Regions from separate parts of the Anas platyrhynchos genome. Here region 2 is linked to region 1. The links are chromatin contacts, called in public Hi-C maps. All regions are on one chromosome and are shown on one strand. Each heading gives the region's core, a stretch centred on a gene start, on an enhancer-like site or on the middle of the called end of the contact. The rest is flanking DNA. Distances are from core to core; before and after follow the strand shown.

Region 1 (4,221 bases), core at 1,412-3,911:
TGAAATGGAAACACTAAGAAAGGAAAAGTGTAATGACTTTTTCCTCTCTGTGCCGCTTTCATATCAGCATGTCCTTACCTGTAATAGGTTTCAATATTCATGTCATATTTTAATAATCAAAGGAACTCTTTACACTGTCAATGATTTCTTATTAAGATGCAAATCAAGAATAATCTCTGATCTTCTAGCAGAGCCTGAAAGCACTTTATTAATTAGTCAGGCTCCATCTAACATCTGACAAGACTTCCCTCATCATAGGAAAACTGACTTGAAAATTATCTTCTGAGTTCACATTTGCGGTCAGCAATAAGGGGCCTGAATTGTATATAAGCCATCAAAATTTTATGGTAATTTTTAATTGTCACTAAAAACCAGCACACATTCTCTTTAACAATAGAAAAATTGAAAGTTTTGGTTTATTTGTTTAACCAGTATTTTATAAATCTGTTCTGACACCTGAATTCCATTAGATGCTAAAATGAAACATCGTGTTCTAGAGAAGCAGAACAGTATTTCACTGACTCAGGAGTCACTTCAGCTGCATTTGTCTTCATGACTTCTCCATTACAAGTTTTGTAGTACCTCCCTTTATCTTTTAAATTTATGCCTTATAAAATGTAAGTCAATAAAGCATCCATAGTGATTACGTGACTGCTACATCTCACCTGTTGTCATCATATAGTCCATAATCAACCTTCAAAGTGTTTTGTTGCTATCTCAGCTTGAGTAATAAAATCCTTAAGACAAGCACCATGGCTTGCCTTCATTTTTAGAGAGCTCACCTTCCTAGCAATCAATAACAGATTCATAATAAATTATTAACATTTCTGTTCCTTTAAGACCTTCAGTTATATTGAGCAGAACTTGTCTAAAGTCAACAGAAACCTACACTTGAGCTGAAGAACTGCCTTTTGTGGTAGCAGCTTTTGGATTTTTTATTTTTTTTTTTGGATTTTCTTCATGCATTTTGTCAGGCTGACTAATCTTGCTGTATAGTTATAATCACAATGGGAAAACCTGAACGAGATGAAATGGATAGTGTTTTCCACACATATTTAAAAGAGGAAATGCTACAAAAGGGCTGCATGAGGCTGGTTCTGATTTGACAAAGAGCTCCCTTCCATAATAAATTTTCAATTTCCCAAGTTCAGCAGTATTGCAACTAGAAAATATTTGTTTAAAGAGGTCATCCAGCTAAATACACTAAAGTGAAGAATTTACACTGTGACATGAATGAGTGAAATCTGGCAATTTTACTTCTTTCAGGCAGACCTGTAGTTCTGCCCAGACTGATGTTACTTCTTACTAACTGCACTCATCTGACTGGAGGCAAATCACTGATAAAACATCACAGCTGCTCTTGAAAGGGAAGTGAACAGTTGTGCCTCATGTAATCTGTTCCTGGACCTGTCTGCCTCCCTTTCATTCTTCTCTATGTCCCATCATATTCACTGAACTTTTAATCTGTTTCCCTATAACTTTAGAAACTGCCCGTGCCTTGGGCTCTGCCCATGCCTTGAGTTCTGCCCAGGTCTTCCTGCAGTCCTGTTAAAGTCAAACCTTCAACTCCACAGATGATTTCTGGTTTGTTTTTGTTTTGTTTGGCTTTTTGTTATTGTTGTTGTTCAAAGTTGTTTATTTGTGTGTTGGGACTGGGAAGATTCCTGAGAAGATCACTTGTGATTTCCTCTCTTCCAAGTCTTGCTCAGATCTCTGTGACCTTCAGATCTCTGTATGGTTTCCTACAGTGTCACATTCAGGGCTTTGAAATATCTGCTCTTGATTATACCTGACTTCAAAAATGTTATTATTGTACCTCACTGATTTTAAAAGCATGCCTCATTGCTGCTTTACAAGTTGGGAATGCAGCTAGTTTGTAAACAGCACTGTGCAAGCGTGGCATTACAGGTTGAGTTTGTTTCCTGCTGGGTACCTGCCTGAGAGGCCCACATCAAACCATGAGCCATTTCATAGAATCATAAGGGTTGGAAAAGATCTCCAAGATCATCTGGTCCCCTACCACCAATATCACCTACTAAACCAAACCATGTCCCCAAGCACCAGTGCCAGCCTTTCCTTAAACACCACCAGAGACGATGACTCTACCACCTCCCTGGGGAACCTGTTCCAATGCCTGACTACTCTTTCTGAGAGGAAATGTCTTCTAATTTCCAACCTAAACCTCCCCTGCTGCAACTAGAGGTCACTCCCTGTAGTCCTATTGCTAGTTATCTGCGAGAAGAGGCCTACCCCCAGCTCCCCACACCTTCCTTTCAGGTAGTTGTAGAGAGCAATGAGATCTCCCCTGAGCCTCCTCTTCTTCAGACTGGACAACCCCAGTTTCCTCAGCGTTCCTGTGTTCCTGGCCCTTCACCAGCTTCGTAGACCTTCTCTGGACATGCTCCAGGGCCTCGATGTCCTTCCTGTAGTGAGGGACCCAAAGCTGAACACAGCACTCGAGGTGAGGCCTCATCAGAGTACAGGGGGACGATCACTTCCCTGGTCCTGCTGGCTGCACTATTCCTGATACAAGCCAGGATGCTGCTGGCCTTCTTGGCCACTTGGGTACACCGCCGGCTCATTTGCAGGCAAGCATCGACCGACATCCCCAGATCCTTTTCCTCTGCACAGCTTTCCAGTCACTCTCCCCCAAGCCAGTAGCACTGCGTGGGGTTGTTGTGACTTCCTTGGCCGTTACGACTTCCTAACCCCGCTACTGCGGGTTTTGAAGGCGCCACTTCACCTCACACCACCAGAGGCACACCGCCCGGGGCCCGCGGCCTCCCGGCGGGGCAGCCCCAGCCCCAGCCCCAGCCCGCCCCGGTACCGCCCCGCTGCGGCCCCGCCATGTGCCCGCTACGGGCCCGGCTGCGCCCCGCGGCCGCGGCGCTGCGGCGCCACCTGGTGGGCACCCCGCGGGCAGCGCCCCGCCGCTGGGGCCGTGGGGCCGCCTCGGGGCGCCCGAAGGCTCGGGCAGGCGGCTCGGGCGCCATTACAGCTCGGCGAGGGCGGGAGGGTGTAGGAGGGGCGGCTGCAATAAGGAGAGTCCTGGGGATGCCCTCACCCACCTGTCTCCCAGCGTAGTGGTTTCCAAGTAGCTGCTGAGGCCCGTAAGGGTCAAACATGGCTATAGTTAACCCCACTGAGTCAATCCACCTGTTCCAGAGGTGAATGAGATATTTCTCAAGGCAGATTGAAGGCTTTCGTAACTCAGATGGATTTACAGTCTGCCTTGCGGGGTTGCAAGTGACTGTTGGCCAGCGTGTTGCAGGTGGAAATCCCCTGCAGCCAAAGGGAAGGAGAGAGCTGCGACTTACGTGCCCTGCCATGCTGCAACTTATGCCCCCACACCATCTCGCAGCCTCCTGCCAGCTCAGCAACTGAGTGCAAGCACTGCCAGTAGCAGGGCAAGGAAGGGTCAAGGCTTGGTGTTGCCACAGCAGAGGAAAGCTGGAGGATCCTGCTCCACCTGGTCAGTGGCCTTGAGCCACCCCTTCACACTGCAGGGCAGCCCTTGCCTTTGATCCTCTGCAGCACACCCATCTGGGTTTCACCCCAGATGTTTCTTGACAAAACCACAGTTTCCACTTGAGATAACATCATGGCTTGCTATGGGGAATCCCAAGTGAGATGGTTTTCTTCCTGTAAAGACAAGCAAAGCAACCCCTCACTCACCTTGTTGTTGTTTATCTGTATACAACTTCAGCAAACTTTTATATGTGCAAACTTAGCATAGAATCAAAGGATCATATGCTCACAGATACAGTTTTTCTTATTTTTTTAGACCTTTCAAAATCCACAGACATTCTCACAGCCCTTTCCAAATTTTCCTTCCCAAATTTTTCGTCATATTTTCTGAAGCACTGATGTCGGAATTGGATATGGCATTCAACAGTGGTCTCACTGTTGGTGCAGAGAAAAAGCAAAACAAAAAAGCAAACAAACAAACAAAACCACATCACCTCCTGAGTTACATTTATTTCTTAGGACAGTGGTATGAGGTTGTTTACCACTCACAGGACAGTTAGGCTCTCGGCAAGTTTTCAGCTTTCTGAGCAGAAAAAGATTGCCTTTCTTAACGCTAGAACAATTTAGTTCCAGTGAAGGGCCCTTTAAAATCTTATCCATAAAAAGTCCAAGTCCCTTTTCTCTGACCTATATATACTGCCTTCCACCTGAATTCAGATTTTTATTCCTACATTACTGTATTATGTGTAATAC
Region 2 (4,514 bases), core at 495-2,994, 90 kb before region 1:
CAATTACAATAGAGAAATGCCGTTATTAACCACTAGGGGAAGTCAGCTTCTAATTTTACCTTTTGGTTTCGAGGCAAGTCTTGAGCATTTGCAGGAGGATTGAAATTCAAAACTAGTCTTCGAAACTCCAGTAGATTAAATAATGACTGAAAAGAAACAAATAAAGTGTTAAAGCACTTCTGAAAACCCTAAAAAATTATTCCAAAGTGTGCCAATAAATTAAATGTTAAACATATAGCTTCTAAAATGAAACTTTACCATTATATATTGTTTTACTTAAACTTCGCTAAATATATTTTCAACATTACACAATTACTTTACTGAAAAAGCATAATTAAAAAAAACTTTATAGTTAAATGAAAAAATAAGTTTATATGATAGGTAAAATAAATTACTTTTTTCAGTGCATTTTATTAACTGTATAGCTGTTAATTTTCAAATCAAAATAAAAGCTTCTTTGACTATGTAAAATTAGTCTTGTAGCCCCTCTATCGTCTACCGCCTCAATGCAGAGAGGCTATATCTTTGTACATGCAACTTAAATCCACTTGCAATCTGTACTTATTCCATTCTTTCCATTCCTCCAGGATTTGAATACTGCATGTTAGAGTAAGGAAACCAGGTTACACAACTTAGCAAATAAGGAACTGCTGTTATTCTAATTTTATGTACAACAGGACAAGAAAAAGGGCACACCTGAGAAGAACACCACAGAACACAGAGCCTGGAGCCAAGACAGTACAAGAAAAAGACAACTGATTGCAAAAATAGAAGTCCAAAGCAGTGGCTTAGGACTGAAGTCCAAAGCACTGATGTAACTGCATTGTTGCTTTTCTGTATAGGCATGAACTGCTTCGGTTAAAGTTGAAGATGTAGTGCTTCTTAAAGGTAAGTTAGGCTTAATTCTATCACTTCATTACCACAGATCAGCATCTGGATGAAGAAAGGGTTTAACATATTTTAAACACGCTCAGAGAAGCACAGGAGAGGTTTACCCTCTAATTCATCCAATTTGGTTTTACAGCCTGTACTTTTTTTTTTTTCCCTGATCACATATTAGCTATTTATTTTTGAAAGGCAGAGTTTGCCTACTCCGGCAGTAGACTTTGATCCCACAATTTGTTCTACACAGGTAAAGACTTAAGTCACAGACCACAATGGACTTAACAGGATTTCAACTCCATAATGCCAAGAAAGTGAAACTCAAATTGTGAAGAGGCGGTGGGTTTATTCTAAGAATTTTAAACACATTGGATGGAAAAAAAAAGATGAGTTTGTGAGAATTTGCTCTCCTCATGAAAGACCCTTTTCCGAGTTTGACCTCTTCCCATATACCGGAGTGTACACCATCTCCAGCAAAATCAGGCGGCTATCAAAGTTGTATTTCCTAACACTTTTAGATTTAAGAAGACAAAAACACCAACGAGAAAAGTCCTTTCTCACATTGCTAAATCAATATAATCAAGTAGGCAAGCTTTTTTTTCCCCAGCTGTTTTGATGGTCAGAATACAGGTTTCCCTTTTATCCTTCCTTGCAGAGAAGAAAAATTAAAACACCGAGTCCTTTGTTTACTTACTCAAACCATAGAAAATGTTAATATTTAATTCAAGTGTCATTCTAGAAGTTCGTACTAATTGAAGTTATGTCTCATGATGTAACAACATTCCACTGATGGGCTCTTCATCAAGCGAAACATAGCAATGCCTTACACACAAAATAAACCAGCTGTTGAAATATAATGTCCAAAGACTGACTTCTCTCCATGACTAATCCAAGTGCTATCAAAGTGCCAAGCAGCTGAGCTGGCCAATTTCATAACACATCCAAATTTAGTACAGAAAATTGTAATAAACTTTATGATTTTGCCTGGCATTTGAGTAAGTATTAGCTCTTTATTTCCCACCTTATTTCTGATTTTCTTCTTTTAAAATTATTTTCTCTTATTTTTTTCTAAATCCATTTGAATCCTTTTAAGTACCTGTACAGATATTCCAACTCATTGTTAAAATGTTAAATAACACCCCATTTTAACAACTGCAGTCAGAACATTTGCTTGACCAAGCAAAGGCTGACCATGTCAAAGATCCCCAGCTTATAAGAAACCTCTGATTCTCAGTGAACTTTTAAAGATGACAGACAGCAGCCTTGCTAGGACTTGACCCTCTTCTCTCAACTCCACTGGATGGAGCTCAGTGGGTCCCATAGACTATTTAATATGGGCCCAATTGCCTCCAGTAACCACTGACTCAATCCTCACCCACAGCTCAGAGCTAGACCCAGGTCCTTCTGTGGCTTTTTATTACCAGTATAGGAACAAAAGCTCTTCTTATTACCATAGGCATCCTCTGCAAGCATTAACCCCAGGTGAGTTTTCACTTTTCACTTCCTAACACCATCCTTCCATGCCTGGGCAGTGTTTCCAAACTCCTCCTCAGTAGTCTACCTCTGCTTCCACTTCCTGCACAATGCTTGTCCTCTCAGCTCATTAAGCTGACAGCAAATGATTAATTTTTACTGTTTTATTTTCCTATTAGCTTAACACCTGCTTACCAAGTGGACAGATTAACACCACTGCTAGGAAAGGGAATCACAATAGTAGTAAGTGATATCAATTCAAATTACCATGAAAATGAACAGATTATCAGAATGCCTTTCTGCTACTGCTTCAGTTAGGGACAGAACGAGAGCATAACAGAAAATGAGGATAAACAAGCAAACAAAAAAAAGATACATTGTCAGTTTAGGGAGTTCAAAATAACAATGCTGAATGACAATAGACTTTTTGAGGCTTTCCCCCAGAACAGTTGGTAATATAGATATTTTCTGTCATGCTAGAGAGAACTATTTAGAGGTGTAGCTTCAAGAATGTAAGATATCAAAAATGTTCAATTTTCCAAGTAATGTCTACCTTAGTTACATAGACAGACACCAGTTTCAGAATATAAGTAGCCTTGGTTTCACTTTAAACATCCTGCCTAACCCTTTGCGCCTCTTAGTATCTAGGATTATCAAAACAAAATTAGTTTGGCTGAATAAAGTAATAATTCTTAATATTCAAGTACTGTGATGCTGCATTAACACTGTAAGAATGTAAATTAGTCATCACATTAAATCCATAAAAGCTTAGCATGCAACTCAGATCATTACGAGCTGCCAACAGAGTCCCAAAATAGTAAAGGTACTGACATCAACCATACTTGGAGAGTAGGAAACAGTACTTTTACATCTAGATGAAAGATAACCTATCAAGCTGTTGCATATAGCTTTGGACAGGCACTCTTTGATGGATTCTTGAAGATCTGTAAGCACAGAGCACTAAAAACAGCTGTTTCAGCAACAGATGTAAAAAGAAATAGACTAGCAATTTCGTATGTTTCCACTGTCCAGGTCAAAGAAGCAAATATTTTTGAGCCCTAGCTGGTGATTTTTTAATATTGATTACCTTTCTAAAGTTTACAAGAACACAATCTTGTAATACAACAAACACAGCCATCTTTCTATTCAATTTGCAAAGATTAAACTCAGAAGGAAGGAAGGGCTTTCAGATTGTTCTATGAAGCTTGTATTAAAGCAATCCAGGCTACTAATTCTAAAACAGGCTATAAGATGCCAAAAACATTTCTCATTTCACAGAAAATGATGATGATGTTTAAGTAGAACGAATACATTTGACTAATGTTGTAATGGCTGTAGAAAAATGAAACTTCCTAAGGTGATAAGCAAGAAAAATCCTGGTTATTAAAGCTTAGCCAACAAAAATAGGCCATACCTATAGGCAGGCAGCTGGAACACTGGCTTTTGTGAAACGTGGTCAGCATTGAGGTTTGTCTTAACACAACCACAAGAAAAAGCTGTGCAATTTCCATTCCTGGGGCATGCTACTTTCACCAGAATGAACTGATTTAAAAATGAATAAGAATGCCACCAATAGTGTATGTGTACATAACAATAGCATTGTGTCTGCAGCAAATACTAGCAAGAAAATTTGTCTCAATTAGTGCCAAGGCATAAGATTTAACAGGAGAAAATTATAAACTTGAATTTTGGCAAAGAAAATTTAGCAAGGATTTAATTTGGTTAGAAACCAAAATTGAAAGGTATCTTGTTAGTACAGCTTAAAAAGCAATTATTAGGCAGGGGGGAAGAGAAGCACACGTTTCTGCAGAGCTCTTAAATGAATCCCTTCAGGTATTGGCATGTAGCCGAAACATGATCTTGTGCAAGTCAAAAGCTTATATATGCATTAACACCCCAAAACAGCTATTTGCCGAGATGACATTTAGCCACCGTGGGCCCTTTGTGCATTTCCGATTTTATATTCATTCAGAGTTTAAAGCCACAAAGCAGAGACCGTATCTACCTTCAGTCTGTATAGCAAACATAGAGCAATCTTAAAGAATTAATACATTACTGTTCTGAAAATAAAGAGTATAAATAGAATTCTGCCTATGTCATTAAATATATTATTTGGAAGAGTCTGCCTCTGCTAACATGACAAATTTATGTTCTTACTT

What was found. Hi-C and Micro-C count contacts between places; a contact is called where the count stands out from the background.
Region 2: a Hi-C map of subcutaneous adipose tissue shows a contact between it and region 1, with 4 times the contacts expected there. The contact joins two enhancer-like sites. A contact is called at or near these places in 4 of 8 Hi-C or Micro-C datasets (liver, skeletal muscle and subcutaneous adipose tissue).

The regions. Positions count from the first base shown.
Region 1 is chr1:103,726,316-103,730,536 of IASCAAS_PekinDuck_T2T, reverse strand. No RefSeq gene overlaps it. Among named protein-coding and RNA genes, the nearest start is that of USP25, 39 kb to the left of the region's middle. Within about 2 kb of position 2,661, at least 1 of the 8 cell types and tissues checked has an H3K27ac peak or open chromatin away from gene starts, as enhancers often do.
Region 2 is chr1:103,815,136-103,819,649 of IASCAAS_PekinDuck_T2T, reverse strand. It overlaps USP25 (ubiquitin specific peptidase 25), which reads right to left. Exons shown (of 26, transcript XM_027449278.3): 6 at 60-146. Among named protein-coding and RNA genes, the nearest start is that of USP25, 50 kb to the right of the region's middle. Within about 2 kb of position 1,744, at least 1 of the 8 cell types and tissues checked has an H3K27ac peak or open chromatin away from gene starts, as enhancers often do.